Linked DNA regions of Mus musculus: regions 1 and 2 are each linked to region 3. A link is a contact called in public Hi-C and HiChIP or PLAC-seq data. All regions are on one chromosome and are shown on one strand. Each heading gives the region's core, a stretch centred on a gene start, on an enhancer-like site or on the middle of the called end of the contact. The rest is flanking DNA. Distances are from core to core; before and after follow the strand shown. Region 1 has its middle 50 kb from the start of Gm23351. Region 2 has its middle 52 kb from the start of Foxq1. Region 3 has its middle 68 kb from the start of 4930401O12Rik.

What was found. A called contact is a pair of places that touch in the nucleus more often than the background predicts. HiChIP or PLAC-seq counts read pairs in DNA pulled down with a chosen protein or histone mark.
Region 1: a Hi-C map of liver shows a contact between it and region 3, with 2.9 times the contacts expected there. The contact joins two enhancer-like sites. A contact is called at or near these places in 2 of 484 Hi-C or Micro-C datasets (liver and nephron progenitors) and 3 of 115 datasets of contacts at active chromatin or transcription factors (extraembryonic endoderm stem cells, pancreatic cancer cells and trophoblast stem cells).
Region 2: a contact with region 3 is called in an HNF4G HiChIP or PLAC-seq map of pancreatic cancer cells. The contact joins two enhancer-like sites. A contact is called at or near these places in 1 of 15 datasets of contacts at CTCF or cohesin (the NIH/3T3 cell line) and 2 of 115 datasets of contacts at active chromatin or transcription factors (extraembryonic endoderm stem cells and pancreatic cancer cells).

What each region holds. Positions count from the first base shown.
Region 1 is chr13:31,475,977-31,478,676 of GRCm38.p6, reverse strand. No RefSeq gene overlaps it. Among named protein-coding and RNA genes, the nearest start is that of Gm23351, 50 kb to the right of the region's middle. Within about 2 kb of position 1,331, at least 30 of the 459 cell types and tissues checked have an H3K27ac peak or open chromatin away from gene starts, as enhancers often do. A contact at or near this core is called in liver, where this site is marked.
Region 2 is chr13:31,505,279-31,507,978 of GRCm38.p6, reverse strand. No RefSeq gene overlaps it. Among named protein-coding and RNA genes, the nearest start is that of Foxq1, 52 kb to the left of the region's middle. Within about 2 kb of position 1,323, at least 45 of the 459 cell types and tissues checked have an H3K27ac peak or open chromatin away from gene starts, as enhancers often do. A contact at or near this core is called in pancreatic cancer cells, where this site is marked.
Region 3 is chr13:31,307,811-31,310,618 of GRCm38.p6, reverse strand. No RefSeq gene overlaps it. Among named protein-coding and RNA genes, the nearest start is that of 4930401O12Rik, 68 kb to the right of the region's middle. Within about 2 kb of position 1,533, at least 33 of the 459 cell types and tissues checked have an H3K27ac peak or open chromatin away from gene starts, as enhancers often do. A contact at or near this core is called in liver and pancreatic cancer cells, where this site is marked.

The sequences.
Region 1 (2,700 bases), core at 82-2,581, 170 kb before region 3:
TGGCTGGCTACCTCTGTACCCTGTGATGAGGTCAGAAAGTGAACATTCTAATGATGAATGAAGTAATTAGAGACCATGGGACTGAATATTTACATAGTTCTGCTGAGGAGTTCATTAGGTGTCACTCTAAAGACTCATGTAATGTACATTTTAGACACAAATGGAACATTCTACTACATGCATGATATGCTCCCATCCAAGTGATATGGTGAGGTTATATATTTGCTTGATACTTTTCTTCTTACAAGCCATTGATTCAGACACTACCTGATTACCTGATACATTTGCTAAACCTACTTTAGAATCAAAACCATACTGGACATATAAGGAGCCCTATGCAGCCTCATAAGGAGGTGGGCTTGCTCAGGAAGCCTGTCTGTTATGTTATGAAACAAACACCCAGATAGCAAACTCTGCATTTGGAACTTCTGTCTTGTCATTTTCTTATTCTCTTTTTGCAGGGCTTGAACTGCCTGCAATACCAACTTCTACACAATGGACTCTTAGGTGTCACAGATGATTCCAACAAAAGGAAGTGCTTTTCTTCATTACTGCACCATGAAGATTGCTTGGGTAGATTTCTACCAAAACAATATTGTGAATGTCTGACATAAATGCAGATGAGGAAAACACCCTGTGACTCCAGGGAGCAGATATTTGAGTGACAGACCAGTATTTTGCTCTCAGCTTATTCTATTATGATGCTAGCATCCAGTCTTGGTCTTTGCATTCGAGTCTGTCTTTAGATACTTCCTAGGATCAGCTGGCTTTGGGAAATGACTTTACTGTCATGGCTGCCTGCTAGCTCTGAAACCTAGTCCCATATCTTGCCAATGATGGAGCCATCCACATCTGCTTGAAGCCATGTGTCTGCAAATTGAAATGCATCTGCTCTCCTCCTTCCCCTTGGAAGCTTTCCTCGTCTGCTCTGCAAGGCACCAGGGAAGCATAAAGTCTATTTTTCACTTAAAAAAAATTAAACAAGGAAGAAAGCTATACCCTGTAAGTCAGTTCCTCTTTGAGAAAGGGCAGAGTTCATCCCATAAGTTTGCAAACATTGATCAGGGAGGGGAATGTGGTCTTAGAAACCAAACTTTCCAGATGGCAAGACAGAAAAAACCAAGAGAGTGGTCAGAAAACTACAAGGAGGTTTGAGCTTAAAATGTCTAGACAGTCACCAGGTCAGAACCCCATGACTTTGCAGATACTGGAAAGACAAGACTGGACCCCTGCTGTTCACAGCTCTCCACACAGCTACAGATAGTACAGGCTGGGAGAGGGGCAGGGCAAGCCCAGGGCAGACAATGGCCCAGGGCTACAGACAAGCAAATGTTTTGATAAGTGGAACAGTTAATAAGTGACAAGGTTATACAACTCAGGCCTAGGGACATTCTGTGCATTCTTGCTCTTTACAGAAAGACAAAACCCAAGTTGGTTTAAGTATCATTCTTATGGGCAAGAAACTATGCTTCCTGTAGGGAGACCATAGCTGTGCTTGTTGCCTGCCTGGCTGCCTGCCTTTCTCTCTGTCTCTTTTATATTTTCATCTATGTCACACCTAGATGACCCAGAGTTACTCTAAACAGGACTATCACCCTACTGTCAGTAATGAATTGAGGTGGAAACATTGTATCTAGGCAGCTGCTTTGCATTTTAGAACAATTAAAAATGATTTTAAAGTGTTCATATTTAATAACTAACAATAAAAAACTATGTGCCATCCCCAATTTGAATCTTGTTTAAATCTCTGTCTGTCCCTGAAGTCAAGAAATCCTTGTCTGCAATACATGGCTGAGGCTGGGGCTCAGATCTGTTAATCTGCTCTTAATCGTACAGCTAGTAGCAGCAGCCAGTCCTTCCCTTAAGTATATGGTCCTCCTTCCTATGCTACACAGACTCTCAGGATGGAGGGCTAAAATACTCTAGGTTGTTTCTAATTTTACATCTACTTTAAGCAGTAGATATGAATGCTATTTGAGATATGTATTTTAAATTATTGAGTTTATTCAGCCACAGGTGATCAGCAACCTGGCTGTGTGGTGAAGCTGCTGACTGTGGAGAGTGCTGAAGCAAGCCCTTTCTGTTACTTCGTAGGGTGATGTGTCATCGGGGTGTCACCTGGGCAAAAGGAACCATTGCTTACAGATGTCACTGCTACCTCAAATAGTATGCAGATGTATTTGTATATTGCCTTAACCAAGACCTGCGTAGCTGTAGGCCATTTGTTCAAGTGGGGAAGCAGCACTCTTAGATGGCATTCTACGGTGCTGACCCACACAGATATAGAAGGGTCGAGGAATCAGAAGCAACCAGGGAGTCATGATCGTCCCACACAAGGTCCATATCGCCATTGCATGTATAAGCTTGCTTTCTCTGGGCTCCTGGGATTGCCTAGACACCTGTATGTAGTGTATATTCAAAAAGTCTGCAGGCTCATAGCTTCCTTCCAGCCCTACCTGAATATTTATTTATTTATTTATTTATTTATTTATTTATTTATGCCTGCTAAGGGCCCTAGGTTGCCCCTCTGTGGATTTGGTCTAGTAGGAGTTCAAAGAAGTTGGCGCTGTTGAGGAAGGCAGAGCTTAGAATGAGAACCTACTTTCTCTGAACAGAGCTAAGCAGGCTGCATCCTTCATCCACTGGTCTCAGTTCTTGGAGGCCTGCCCAGAGTCTGGCAGCCAGTGACACTTCCCGCCC
Region 2 (2,700 bases), core at 74-2,573, 200 kb before region 3:
CAGTTGAGGAGGGAAGGGTTTATTCAGCATACATTTCCACACTGCTGTTACCACCAAAGAAAGTCAGAAAGCAGGAGCTGATGCAGAGGCCATGGGCGGATGTTCTTTACTGTCTTGCTTCCCCTGGCTTGCTCAGTCTGCTCTCTTATAGAACCCAAGACTAGCAGCCCAGAGATGGCACCACCCACAAGGGGATCTTCCCCTTTGATCACTAATTGAGAAAATGCCTTACAGCTGGATCTCATGGAGGCATCTCCCCAGCTGAAGCTCCTTTCTCTGTGATAATTCCAGCCTGTGTCAAGTTGACACAAAACTAGCCAGTAGAGCCAGTACAGGGACCAAGTTTATACTTAAGGCCACATGCCTCCTTTCCTTCCGACTAACTCAAGTGACATCTTTGCCAGGAGTCACCAAACTCCACTGGTGTCTTATTTGTTTAAAGTCCTTGTATTTAGTTTTCTTTTCTTTCTTTCTTTCTTTTTTTTTTTTTTTTTTTTTTTTTTTTTTTTTTTTTTTTTTTTTTTTTTGTTTTTCGAGGCTGGGTTTCTCTGCATAGCCCTGGTTGTCCTGGAACTCACTTTGTAGACCAGGCTGGCCTCAAACTCAGAAATCCACCTGCCTCTGCCTCCCAAGTGCTGGGATTAAAGGCGTGCACCACCACCGCCCAGCTGTATTTTTGTTGTATTTAGTTTTCTATTAGTACGTTATTTTCTAACCAAGACATCTGCCTGGGAGTACAAATTAAGGATGGAGAGAGCTCAGTATTGAGAAAGCACTGGCCTCAATGTCCAGTGTCAGAAAAAAAAGAAAGAAAGAAAAATTATCATAACCTCACTTCTTTAACAGAGGGTTGAGAACAAAACCCCACACCTCATCAATCGTGAACATTCTACTGACAGCCAATGAAAAGATGATCTATTCATCCTCAAAATTTCACCAACAGATTACTTAAGAAGCCAGAATTTCCAGTTCAGCACGGGACTTCCCACAGATTCTATCCAGACGCTGCCTCTGTGCACTATGTAAACAGCAAACGATAAGGAAGAGAAACAGTTCCTCTTTCCTTGTTGAGCAACCAAGCAACGCAAAAAGTGATGATTTTTGTTTAGAAAGAAAATAAAAGAGAGTGGCATTTGGGCAGGGAATGATGTGAGAGTTGCCCAAGTCCCCTCTGCATTCCAACCTGGGCTCCTATGTCCAGCTCTAGATCACTGGCCATGGCTTTTGTGGCAGTTCTCTGCCAGGTCAGCCCACTGTTGAGGCCAGAGAACCTGATTGTACATGGAAACCCTTTGGCAAACCGCAAGTTTCTGCAGGCCACACCCAGGGAGGCAGCGGGAGCTGGTGAACAGGAGACCAGACCGAACACTGTAATAACACAATGCAGTGTGTAATTAAGCAATTCCTGTGATCTCAGACCAAGGATGTTTGTTATTGTTTTGACCTTCTTCACCTATGTGTCAGCTGGAGGCCTGGCTAAAGCTGTCCTAACGCTGAATCTACACAAACAACTCCCTCTCACCCTCAGCTCACCTTTCTGGTACAGAGCCAAGAGTTCTCTGCTACTTTATACACAGAGGCTCAGAACAAGGTGCCTGGGTTCCGTGGCTACTGCCATCTATTCTATTGTCTCTGATTCCAGGCCAGGCATAGAAAAAGCAGAGGTGAGCATGGCATGCCAGCTCCGGGGTGGACTCTTGGATTCACACCCTAGCTCTTCCACTTGGCTGTGTGACCTCACCTGTTCAAGCTTCTTGACCTCTCTGAGCCTTCATTTCTCTGGCATGTTATAAAGGAGTTGATATTGATGCCTCCATCATAGTATTACTCTACAGTCGTGTGTGATGCTCTACAGCAAGAATCATAAAGTCTTCTGCTGACACTGGGCTTCAGCTCTTCCAGATAAGTAACTGAACTGTGTTTGGATGTAACAAACTTCACCATACAGACTTATTTTCAAAATGGAGTCCTGGCTGTTGCCTCCTACACAGAAGGACAGATCTGTGCATCCCGGAGGCACGGAACACAGAAGGAAGTGGATGGAATTCAGGGAGCCCCGGTACCTATACTTTTTGAACTTTCTCCTTGTTCACAGCATTTGAGCCTTGGTAGGCTGAGCTACTGGGAACTCTGGTGGAATCTGCTCAGGTCTTAAGGACACTCTCTGTGTCTTTGTGTAGGGAGGGGAAGTGGTTCTAGGATTCCCGTGGACACCAAACCTTCTAGAAAATGACATAGTTTGGGAAACTCACACACTTTACTTCCCGTCTTGCTTGTCACTCATCTCCGTATCGGTGAAAAGCAAGGGAACAACACTTAACCTGAATTGCATTGGAGTGCAGGCTGAGAAAGACTGCGCATGCGTGGGACAGAGGCATTTTTCTTCTCTTCAGTGGTTTTGATCTGGGGTTTGGGGGAGCCTTGAGTGTGGTTGGGCCCTTTGATGTGGAGTACTGATTCTGTTCTTACCGTCATCACCTGCTAACTTTTCTGGCATTTGAGGAGGCAGCAAAGCATCGGTGTTCATGGCGAGAATCTGGCTTTGCTCCATATTTTGCAGCCTGACCTTCCTTGAGCTAATTTGTCCCTCGGTTTCCTGCTCTATGAGACAGAGATAAGTGACCAAGTGACAAAGCTCCTGGAGATTGGAGGTTGGTGAAGCTCCTTAGGCAACAGAGCGGCCATTCCTACGGAGCATCA
Region 3 (2,808 bases), core at 284-2,783:
AAATCTTGTAATATTCTTCCATTTTCATAGTTGGGCTGATTTTCCCCCCTGGCATAAAAGAACTTGTGCTCTAGGGTGTGACACTGAGGGAGACGCCTTTCCTTTGGGAGAAATGAGGATGTTACCAGTTGCTTTGGGTTTGATCTTCTCCACCCATGAAGGAAGGAGGTGAGGCTCACTCTCTCCATGAGGCCCAGGCTCAGAGGCCTGAGGAGCCAGCACCCACAGAGAGAGAAGCAAAAGTAACCATGAGGTGAAGAAGAGCAGGGCTGGTACACACCACAGAGGTGGAGCACAAACTCTGTTTTGTTCTTCCTCCATGTAACGCTGTGGCATGCTTGTTACCTACTGACTAGTTTTTCTGCTGTAAGAGCCATCCAAATTATTAAAGATTGGAATTATTCTGAGAAAAATGTGCTATTTTCATTTTGGGAATTACAAGCAAACCTTCATGGCCTTCAAACTGTTATTTTCACTCCCATTAAATGCATGAAAATGCCCACAGAAGAATCAACTCCATCAGGTCTGTGGTCCCTGGAATTGTTTTATGACAGCACCAGGCAGGTATCAGTCACTCTTTCCTTACATCTCTTCCTTCCTGCTGTCCCTGGAACGAAGCAAAACCTAGAGCCTGACAAACAGAACAGAGAGCTAGAAAAGAAACAAGACACAGGTCTTGCTATCATGGGACACTGCCAAAGGCCAAGCTGGGTCATGAGGGATACACTATTCTGGTGCCATCTGCCCTGTGCACACTATCCTGCTTGGGCATTGCTTTTGTATCTTAAGGCATTGGTGGGATTTTCTGTTATCAATGACCAACAAACAGGGAGACAGCCCTAGTTTTCATCTGGGAGCAAGAGAGGGCTGCTTGTAATTTTCATTAAACAGGCTTCAAATGATACTAATTTATCTAAGCTTAGTTTTCCATGATCAATTGCACAGTTAGAAAAGCGCTTCTGTTTGTTTCTCAGGTTCACAGATAATCACTTCACGCAGGAGATGGGACCCATTTGAAACAGACCATTCAAGGTCCAAGTGTGTTCCTGGGCAGTGGGCCAACCCTTTCTCTGAGTATCTTTCTCCCTGGCTTGAGTTCCCCCTAGGTGAGGCAGATGGGGCCCACTCCTTCCTGGTTACAAAGGGGCATCTTGTCAGAAAGCAAAGCCTGACTTTTGCTTCATATATTTAAAACCCAACCCTTTGCTCCACTGGACTTCAACTGCCCTGCTCCGTGTGGGTGGAGGGAAATCACAGATTCCGCTGTCCTGTGTGTCAAGGGAGGTTTGTTTATCTTACTTGTAAAATCAACAGACCTGTGACTTCCTGCCAAGGACTGCATTCTGTGACAAGAAAGCCAGGCTGATAAAAGTAATTGTTCTGGAAAATATGCTAACAATGCACCTGTACCTCCTCTTCGCTGTCACGAGGCCACCTGGCACTCGTGGTAGGGAGGTTTGGGGTGCAGGTGACTGTACTGCTCAGGAGCCAGGCATGGGAACTGCAGAGCGAACAGACATATTGTGTATTCTAGAGAAGTGTCACAGGCTGGCCCAGGACCTAAGACCCAACAATGGCAGGGTCATCCAACTGCAGTTCTAAGCAAGGCAGCAAATCACTTGTCTCCTGGGAACACTCAGCATTTAGCTCAGAGCAGCAGAGGACTTTACTTTCACAGGATTCCAAGGCAGCCAAGGAAACACCTGGAGCTGCTAAGGCTGGAGTCTCCTCATTCCTGCAGAGCATGGCTTGTCCCTTTGGGAATCACCCTTGGAAACAGTTGCTGTTTCATCCCAGGATGGCATCAGTAGAGGGAGGGAAACTCACTGCTGATTTATCCATGGCATTCTCTATGTCTGCTGCTTGATAGTTCTCAATAGGGGTTAATACGTTCACTAAGGTTCTAGTCACATTCAAGGCAAGCGATAGGAGGTAGTTCTGTATGACATTAGGAATGGGAGTCGTGGTGTTCAGAGAACAAACAGCGCACTCAGCGGCTCTCTGTTGTTTAGCAAGCAGGTTAGTGTAAACTTTGTAATGATTTAGGTTAGGACTTTCTGTCTGCCACTTCCATGTTCCCAGTATTCTTCCCTATACAAGTTGCATGCCACAACTCATCACTGGAACACACATGACATGTCTCCAGGTAATTATATGGAGAAAAAAAAAAAGAGACAGGAACTAACCAAAGTCTGAGCGATGGAAACTCTTTCCCTCCTTGCACACCACAGAGGCTGCAGAGAAGGCAGCAGGCTAGTCACAGCTGGGACCACTGATTACAGGGTGGCATGGGTAAGAAAATGCCGCAGAGATAAATGCTTCCTGGTAAGAGACCAAATGCCAAGGATCCAGAGGAAAGAACTGATCAGAGTGTGATGTCATCACCTAGCCTGTGGACTGGCCCGAGAACAAGACTATGAAACCAAACCAAAGGCCAACCTGCCAAGGTCCATTTTCTCACGTGGGAACAAGGAAAACTCCACTAATTCAAAATCATCATGGGTATGTATACTCAACATAATTCATATTTCTCAAACAACCAAGTTTTCAGAAAAAAAAAAACATGAATATCTTTTTGACTGCAGGTCTTGCGGTCATGCATTCTCATTCAATGGAAAAGCTTGAGCCTTTGCAGGCCACATACTAGCCTCTTTTCTGCCAGTGTTGCTCCAGGACTGGGATTATACAGGCTCTGAGACCTATATAGACCCATTAGTTTAAGAATACTCAAGTATGTGGCCAAAGCTCCACCTCCTATTGCTTTCAATTAAGATACCGATCCTTGATAGAATCACAACATGGAGTCCA